Linked DNA regions of Arachis hypogaea: region 1 is linked to region 2. The links are chromatin contacts, called in public Hi-C maps. All regions are on one chromosome and are shown on one strand. The core of a region is the stretch at or near the end of the contact, and the rest is flanking DNA. Distances in the headings are between cores, read along the strand shown. Region 1 has its middle 14 kb from the start of LOC112700244. Region 2 holds the start of LOC112695886.

Region 1 (5,143 bases), core at 572-3,071, 45 kb after region 2:
TATATATATATATATATATATATATATATATATATATATATATATTATAAAAAGCATTCATAACACTATGAAACGGGTTAGTGCAGTGATTGTCAACTTGGTTTTCATTCCAGAAGAGCTAAGCTTGACTCCCACTCCTTGCAATACATTTTTTCTAATTTCACAATCCGCATGCTGATGTCATGCCGGAACGTAGGTTGACCGTTGACAGCGTTGTTGATTGGACCGGTTCGGTTCTGGTTCATGTCGATTTTGACCGGTTTGATCGATTCTTACCAGTTTTGTCCGGTTCATTTTCTTAAGCGGTCGGTATACTAAACTGGACTAGTACAATGTCCAGTTTATCGGTTTTTCGATCAAATTGGTCGGTCCGGTCCAGTCCGATTTTTATAACTATGATATAGAGCTGCAACATTAGTTAAAACAAGAAAATTACTTCTAATTCTTTCTTGTTATTCTACTTTTTCTTTTATATCCTCAATAAGATCAATAATTAAACTTGTTTATAATGATATAATAAAAGATTTTGAGATGAAAGATACATTTTTATAATTATATAATAAACTTGGCAGGAAAAATTAAAAAGCAAAAGATTCTATATTTATTATTAAGAAAGTCAAGGAGACCAACATTTATATTAAAATATGGCCAACACTTTTTTTTTTGAAACAAAGAAGCTCAACATGATAGTAAAGCGGACAAGTATGAATAAAAAAGAAACACCTATTCTAAACACCTAAAAATTATCCCAATGTCATCTCCGACATTGCCATCAACAACAAAATTATCCTAAAGAAAGATTGCTTAGAATGGGTATTATTAACCACGATGATAACTTGTGTGTCTTGTGTAAAAAAGATGTAGAACATATTCACCACTTGTTTCTTGGTTGTGAGTTTACCTGGCAGGTGTGGTGTGAATGGCTATTTAAATTTGGGAGGTTGTGGTCTGTTCTGGGTTCACTGAAAGAGCACTTTGAGAATTGGATGGGTGTCATTAGCAAGAAAGAGGAGCACAACAAGTGGCTTATATGTTTTTTTGCAGTTATATGGAATTTTTGGCTTGAGAGAAACGAACGGATATTTAACAACAAGGAAGCAGGTGTTCAAGAGGTGTTTTACAAATTTTTGACCAATTATAGAGAGTGGAGTAATGCGAATCCCTTCTGTTATTGATGACAATGCCGAAGATAACAATAGGGATTGTGTTCATATTATTTTGTTGCTTTGTTGTCTGAGTTCTTTTGTTTCTGGCGCTCCACTTTACTGTGTTGAGCTCATTTTTTTAAAAAAAAAAACATCTTTATTGGACTAAGTATCATGAAATAGACCCTAAATTAATTGAACACCAATTAATCAACTTGTTTATGCCAACAACCAGCCTTTTTTGTTTCTTTCTATATCAAGATTATTAAAACAAAAAAAATTGACTCTAACCAATGCCTTATTAGCACTAGTACAATACTAATACCACTACAATAAGGCCTATGGCCACGCCAAAAGCGATTAATGGCCACGCTTTTGTGAGGGTGGCGATTAAATAGAGATTCGGCCATATTTTTTCTTGCCACGCTTTAAAAACGTGGCGAAAAGGGTCAACGGACACACTTTTAAAATGGTGGCAATTGATTAGAGATATGGCCACGTTTTTTTGCCACGCTTCAAAAACGTGACTATAGAGTGAAACAGGATCGTTTTAAAAGCGTGGCAACAGATCTTCATTATGGTTGCGGTTATGAAGTGTGGCCATATAGTGGCACTCTTTAGGCGCGCTTTAGAGCGTGGCCAAAAGGTTATTGAACAGTAAAACTCTTATGACCCAGAACAAAGCTTCGATCCGGATCTCCTCCTCGCTCTTTATTGAACAAACCCTTATTACCGTCGTCACTCTCAACTCTCAACTCTCAACTCTCATCTCCATGCCAACCCTGGAAGAGGGCAGATCCCCGCTGTGCCATTAGCCTCGTCTCCTCCTCGTCACTATCGTCGTCACTAGCGCCGATCTCCTCTGCATCTTCCTGCCACCACGCCCTAACCCTCACCATTGCATTCCTCAGTCATCGCGCTGCTACGTCCCCTCCACCGCGCCTCCACCGCGCCTCCGCCTCGCATCTGCTACATCCCTCGTTCGTGTTTGCCTCGATTTTCCCTGCTGGTGCGTTCGTCTCTGTTTTGCTCGATTTTCCCTGCTGGTGCGTTCGTCTCTGCTGGGCATCCCCTTTCAATCTCTCTCTCTCTCTCTCGCTCCACAAGATCCCAGCCCCTTCAATATAAGCTCTTCCATCGTTTTCTACCACTTCGTACTCCCCCACCCATCTAATTACTCTCCTGAATTCACTTTTCTTTATTAGCTTATTTACTTTCTGCTTCCTACAGAATCATGTGTTTCAAATACATCGAAATGAGCCCTAGGCACGCGTGTATTGCTCTTGTTAGTTTTGCGCCTTTGATTTCGTTTTAGCTTTAGCTAGGTTAAAAATATGTTTCTCATTTGGTGAATTTGCTTAGAAAACATTTGAGCTTTCTAGGGGTTTTTACACTCGTCTTAGAAATGTTTGTTACTTTGTTGAGAAAATAAATTTACTATGTATATAGTGTTCCGAAATATGGTTTGCAATAGGTAAAATTTCCATCTGAAATTAATTATTAAGAAGATCTGTTTAAATCTTTTGTGGGGATGTATTTGTTGTAATTTTGTTTGTATTGTTTAGGATTACTGATTAATACAAGAGATTCTATTGCAAAGATATATGGAATCGTTAGATTAAGAAAACGTCAAGTAGGAAGAGAGAAAGAGTTGCTAGGGTTAATTGAAAATGGAAATGGAGCTTCGTGATTCTATTAGCTTGTTTTTGGAGTAAAATTTTCGAATTTGTAGTTGTTGAAATTCAACCTTTAATGCTTTGATTTGTTAATGCTAAAATTGGATCATTCAGATTATTATTCATTTGTTGTTATTATTGTCATTATTCGTGTGCTAATATTGGTAGTCTTTTGGTGTCAGCTAATAGCTAAGTGTTGGAGGGTTGTTGTTTTAATTTGTCCTGTTTTGTGTGTTGATTTTCAGCTAATAGCAAAGTTGTTGTTTTATTATTCATTTGTTTGAACTTGGCAGTCTCACTACACGCACCAGCACAAGATATCAGATGCCAGATAATGCCTGCTGCTCGTGCTTTTCCTTTGCAAAAACTGATGGCTTCACTGCAAGAATATCAAAGAAACAGGTAATCACACTATTCGTATGATTTCTTATGTAGTCTGTATTTTTGGCCCTTCAGGTGTGAACAATTCCAGTGGTTTTGAAACTTCCGTGTTTCATCCTTAATAGTCAGCAGAAGATATTGATCGAGTACATAATTCTTGATGGGGTCAATGATGAAGAGCAGCATGCCCACCAATCGGAAAACCGCTAGAAACATTTCAAGTGGTAAGCACTGAACATCTAAGCTCGTCTATAATATATTTCTGTCGGTGTTTCTCAAGAACTCAGTACCCTTAATGATTAAAATCAAATAGGACATCTGTTACATTTTTAATCATGGTACCTAGTTTCATATCTTGGTGTATGCTAATTGTTTTGTACCTTGCATCTGTTTGTTATTAAACTTGATCGACATTCCCAGTTATGTAATAAAAGTGTGCATATTGTCTCATCTATCTCGCAGGTGGTGAACTTAATACCTTTCAACTCCATTGGTATGTTGAGTCAATTCAAAACCAACTACTGAGCAGAAAGTTTGGGCATTTCAGAAAATTCTTAGAGGTATGTATAATATCCGAACAAAAATTCAGAAGCAGATGGGTCAGGACATAAGTGGTGCATGTGGACAATTGGTGGTTAATGTACCCGATAAGTCTCTCGGAAATGCCGAACCCCTAACAGACATAGAAGATCTTTTCATTTGATATGCCTTAAAGAATTTAATTCTAGTGCTGCATTTTAAATGTCTACTTGTGAATGCTCCTTTCTTTTGGTCTGCACAACCTTTCTTTTCTTTTCCCTTTTTTGTTTTGCTTAACCCAACTGCTCACTTTGACTTTTATTTTGTTTTGCTTAACCTTTTCAAAATATAAGATTGCTTTCAATATTTAGTTTATTCTGAAATTAATTGATGCTTTGTGAATTGGAGTTGCGGTTGTCAGTGTTGGAGCAGCACTTTTCTTGTTCCAGCAGTTTGCCGCATCAACGGATGATTTGGAACCCTTACAGCTGTTCCAATACACCATCTGGTTAGTCTTATGAGATCTCTTCTTACAAGCTTTTATAGTATGCGATCAATTAGTCTTTGCACATTGCTCATGCATTTTGACCTGCTTTCTTCTCTTTATTTGCACACACGATTTATATTGGTGTGTTAAATAAATAAAAATAAAAATATGGTGTTAAATAAATCCTATGTGAACTAAGCTTTCTTACCAAACCTCATTTAGCTGCTTCCTAGTTCTTTTCAAGTGGCCAGTGATTCAAATCCTACCTTTTGTAGTTTATTGCTTTTTGTTTGAATAAGATAAAATAAAATCACTGAAATATACATACATCAGTTTGAAATGATATATATGGAAAAAGTTAATGGAAAAGTATTAATTTTAGCATTTATCCTGACTTAGTCAACTACTATGCAATTCCATTTTAGGTTCACAAGAAGAGCTAAGTTTAGAATTAGAGCCCACCAAAGTCCATCAAACGAAACATCGTTTTTGCATAGGAGAATAATGAACTTGAATGCTATTTCTCTTCCCTTTTGATTTTGATTTCCCCACTTGCAGTTTGTGAGTGAGTTGGCTAGAGTAGCTGCACCGGGTGCCACCATAATAATAGTAACATGGTGCCACAGAGATCTTGGCCCTGATGAAGAATCCTTAAAGCCATGGGAAGAAAAACACTTGAAGAAGATATGTGATGCATTCTATCTTCCAGCATGGTGCTCAACTGCTGATTACGTTAGATTGCTCGAGTCCCTATCACTACAGGTGAATTACTTAACAGCCATCATTAGCCAAGTCCAATTATTGAAGATGGACCCAGGTTATTTAATTGTGGAAATTAATCGCGACTCGGGTGACGACATTTTGTACTATTTAAAGAATTTCATTTTTGTTGTTAGTTGGTAGAGGACAAGCATAGAATTTATTATATATAATGT
Region 2 (4,941 bases), core at 577-3,076:
TAAATTGAAATTAACTCATAATAATATTTTTCGAAAATTCTGGGTCTTACATTACAACTTTTAACTTTTGACAAAGCAACGCAAAGTTGTTCAAGGTTGAATACTTATTTTGACAAGTAATGCCCTATATATGATAATAACTATTCTTGTTGATATTCATTGCCAAGCACACTGTCAACAGAAATTGTCTCTATTGAAACTTAAATAGCAACCCTAAATTTGAAGGGATCAAATTCATTCTTGAACATTTGATGTTATTTAGAAACTTTGGCATAAACCACTCTTATTGTACATCTTCATTCTCATCAGCCTGACATGTTGTATTAGAATTTAGATATTCCTTTTTCATCTCTAGAAAAACTGTCAATACGAAATCGTTTACCTTCTCGATACTCTTAAATGTGGGTGCTAGAATTGTCCTACTTTAAAAATACATATAATTTGACCTGTTTTATAACAAATTTAAATATGCAAACTCTATCAAATGAGAGAGAAGGTCATCAGTAGTTGTAATAAGCAAATTGTTAATTTTAAAACTTTACTATAACCATAATAAGAATAAAGATTAATTATAATTTAAAAATTTATTTTTTGAATAATTAATATTTGCACTTTTTATTTTCTCTTCTCAATGACTAAAGATGTCTTTGAGGTTGAAAGCAAACCATCAATATAGTCAATATTCGAAGATTGTAATTAATTATTTTATATAAATTAAATATTTTCAACGATGAAGGAATAAAAAACATAATTCATTTCTAATAGAAATTATAATTGTAATTGCATCCATAATTTGAATAAAGTGAGCCGCTTTAAATTTATTTATGAGGTCCACATCAACGATCATGTTCTTAACTTTATAAGAAGGTAAAAAATGTGGATTATAAAAAATTTGGACTTCAATCATGAAAAAGAAAGTCTTATCAATTAGGTTGAACAAAAGTTTAAGTGTATCTCAGAGATCTCCTTTTTGTAGGGTATCATTTAATATGTTAATAATAAAAAAATATAAAAACTATCCTTAAAATTATATCCACTAATGTGTTTATAAATAAATATTGGTTGGAACCTACTAATACCAGTGATTAAGTATTTTTACAGAATGAACTATCAACTCGATCTCCGTCTATTTCTCAAAATGACGACGCGACCCCTCAAGATAAAAACGATCCACTTCGATCCCTGTTCTTCTACTTCCGTGACACAATGTAGTCCCTATGGGTGTTTTACCGTCAACCCTGAATGAAAAATGCTGACGTGTCAGTTTCAAAAATGGACGGGGCTTAATTGTCTCTAAATTTAAATTGGTTAGGAGTTTATTTGTCCTTATTCTTTAAATAATATTCTTTTTAAATTATTTTTTATTCATTATATTAATATTTTTTTATAAATTATTGAATATATGGTATAATAAGCATAAACTAATTAATAAATTTCAAATTTAAATATATCATTTATTATGAAACTAAATAAATAATTTTTAAATATATAAATAAAAAATATTAAAATATGATTAATACGTTAATAATAATAATAATTCTATGATATACTATTAGTATTATGATTTTATATATATACACTATTTTTATATTGATAAATTTTTATCGATTTTTAATTTTATGATAATATGTATTATTAATAGATTAATAATATTATTGATACTTTGAGTTTATTGAGTTTATAAATGGATTTTATAATATATATATATATATTAGTAGTCTACTCATAGTGTATTTTAATGCAAAGACAACAGATACTGAGGATGACGGCAGAAAATTAGCGACCGTTTACAAATCCGCCACAGATTGACTGGATAGCGGTTTGACAACTGCACCAAAATTAAATAGCATAGCGGCGGTGACATGTTCTAACCGCTGGAAAGCAACACAGTGATATATATAACAAATTAACCTAATGTGTTCATAAAATCTTTTTCGCGTGAAGTCAATTGTGCAAGGGGCGAACCACTTCTCTGGGAGTCCTTGCCGCCGTGATGCTTCCCTCAGTCAATTCCAGTAGTCTCCTCCTTCCTATTGCTGTGTCCATCACTGAGCCGCTTTTCCTCCCTCTAACACTGGTCCGAAACCTAGGTTTGCTAAGCCCTCTTTTAATTTGGTTGAGTTTTCTTTTTGGTTTCACTTTTCAATTTGGCTTAAATTGATCTTATTCTTCTTGATTTGGGTATATACAGTCAAGAATTAGATTCGCACTTCTTATCTTCCTCGCGCGAACACAAAAGGGGCAGAGGTGCAAAACACACCTCCGCGTGCCAATCTTTGCCGCCGTTCCCCTCCGCCCGTCAGTACCAGCTGCATCGCGCTTTCCGTTGCCGGTAGGTCCATTACCGATTAGCTTCTTCATTTAGATTTCTAGTATGTACAAAACCCCTTGTTCAAGCTTGTGCTGTTTTCCTTTTGGTTTCAGAATTCAAATCTGTCCACGTTAACCGTTATCTTCTTAATCGCATACCAATAGTTAGTTTTGGCCACACTTGTTGTCTCCTAACCATCCTCTCTCATTGTCCAGCAGGACTAGGTGCAGGGTTTTTATATAGAATAATTTCTTAGATTAGATTAATCAGTGCCATATCCACCGATTTTCTGGTTAATCAGTTGTTATTATCTACTATCTTAGTCGACATTTTTTTGGAATGAAAGAATATTATCATACTAATGTTTAAATTAGAGAGAAATAAAGATCAAGCGCATCAAAATGGAGTGATATTTTTAGTTTTCCAGAGGCTCTGTTTTGTTGGAAATGCAGAAAATATCATGAAGGAGGCAGGGCCTGTTAGCATGACCTTTGATATACCAATGTATCATGCTTTAAGGCTTCAGGTAAAATGTGGATGATCCTTTGAAGTTATATTTTCTCTATATTTACTTTCAAGTATAAATACACGTTTGAAAATTTATTTACTTATTTTAATGAAAAAAAGAAAAGGTGTTGGTTGAACATTGTGCCTGATTTTTCAGATGATTTTCATAACTCACTAGTGTATTATTGATCATGAAATTAAATGGTAGCTGTCCATATGAAATTAAATTCAAATTGTTTTGTATAGTCTTCTATGATTTGATGATCAGACATTCACAGTAAATTCCCCTTTTATTACTCATTTTGTTTCAAAGTAATTGTCAATTACTCTATTTGAATAAAGTGGCAAAATATAAAATCAACGTATCTGAATAATACATTGATATTTTAAACTTTCTCTTTGTCGAAATTGACAGATATTTTGAAGTAGAGACTAATACTTAACCTATCATATATTTTGGGTTATTTTGTACTCTCTAGTGATAAACAGTTCTAAGAAGCCATTTGTTAGTATAGGTGAAGTATTTACAAATAGCAAAGAAATCAAAGGCACATAATCCATATAGATAGGTTAGATATGTGACCCAAGCAAACTCATATGTTGCCCGCATGTAATTGGTAATAATTACCATAAAGACAAATAATGCTTTATGTATTCATTGAAAATTGTCTTCAACTTCTTGTAACTTTTGTACGTAAATTGTAAAATGAGGATATAATGTTATTTTTCTTTAGACCAGAAAAGACTAATTATTAGGTATTATAGTCAAAGTAGTATAATTTGGATATTGACTTGAAAAGATGCAGGGGTTTTATGAAGGGTAAATTACACTAATTTCTTCTATGGTATTAGTATTATGAAAAACACCTTATTTGTAGAGGTATATACTAATTTTTCCTGAAATTTAGGTTATACTACCTATGATATTTTTATATTTTGTAAAATATGACACTAATCTCCTCAAGATTGAAGGAGTGATTAGTATAAATGTCAATAATTAAGGAATGTTTATGCATATTTCACTTATTTTTAGGAGAATTTGCTGTCATTTATCTTATAGTTGGATATCTGTGATCTTATTATTACGTTAGGGAGACAGATACAAAGATAGACATATACTATTTTGGTGTTCTATTTGATTAATAGTGTATGAGGGAGAGATTATTATTATTATTATTATTATTATTATTATTATTATTATTAGACTACTATGGAAAAAGAAAAGAAGATTTTCAAAGTGAAAACTTCTTGATCATGAAGCATAATCTGCAGAATTTGCAGAATCGAAAAAGAAAGAATAGAAAAAAGAGAGATAATTTGGCCAAGATGTAAACTGGATGAAGTGTGTTTTATTGATTGAATCTAAAGTAAATATTCTATCTAATTATTAATAAAAATATCTTTTATTAATAACTAGAATGTTTATATATTATTTATGTTATATGAATAAAATTTATAACAAAATAACTTATTATTAATTACTTTATTACCTCTGTGGTATATTATAAACACTTAATAATTCTACACTTAAACTAGCTTTATCTTATATGAGACTCATAATTAATACCATATTATCTCTACTATCTAAACCAGACTTATTACTTCAGGCAAGGGATCTTATTTCGAAGATCACCGAGGAGAGGAATTCTATTATTGATCAAAATAAAAAACCTCAGCAAGAACTGGTACAGAATTTATTTAGAAGATAAATTTTTTTTTTATGCCTGTGCTTACACTAGTTATGTTAAACTTTTTTGTAAAAATTCTTCTATCCTCTGAACATAAAAGAAAACCTGATGAGTTTTCATGTACTAAAATGATATTCTTACTTTTCAGATTATAAGAAATAGTATGCTATTCAATTTGTGGTATTTATAGGCGCTGTTACTGTTTGTTTTCTCTTCCCCTAAACTTATTAGTTTGGTCGTTAAAGAGAGTTATTAAGAGAATAATGGGTGGGGATGAAGGAAAGGAGATTAGAGGAAATGTCTTGAATTTGAAGGAGAATGCAAATGAAGGGAGCTCTTGTTCTGTTTTCAGGTTCTTGCAGCCACTCAAGTTCTAGGTCAGGAGGGTCAAAGTTGGTTTCAGGGTACTGCTGATGCTATTTCATATCATGTGCT

Evidence for each region. Hi-C and Micro-C count contacts between places; a contact is called where the count stands out from the background.
Region 1: a Hi-C map of an unstated tissue shows a contact between it and region 2, with 2.5 times the contacts expected there. The contact joins the enhancer-like site here to the promoter of LOC112695886 in region 2. A contact is called at or near these places in 3 of 8 Hi-C or Micro-C datasets (leaf and an unstated tissue).

What each region holds. Positions count from the first base shown.
Region 1 is chr6:9,794,295-9,799,437 of arahy.Tifrunner.gnm2.J5K5, forward strand. It overlaps the pseudogene LOC112695887. Among protein-coding and RNA genes, the nearest start is that of LOC112700244, 14 kb to the left of the region's middle. Within about 2 kb of position 1,822, at least 1 of the 3 cell types and tissues checked has open chromatin away from gene starts, as enhancers often do.
Region 2 is chr6:9,749,724-9,754,664 of arahy.Tifrunner.gnm2.J5K5, forward strand. LOC112695886 reads left to right here and starts at 1,827. Exons shown (of 7, transcript XR_003150605.3): 1 at 1,827-2,077; 2 at 2,192-2,332; 3 at 2,739-2,837; 4 at 4,426-4,503; 5 at 4,859-4,910.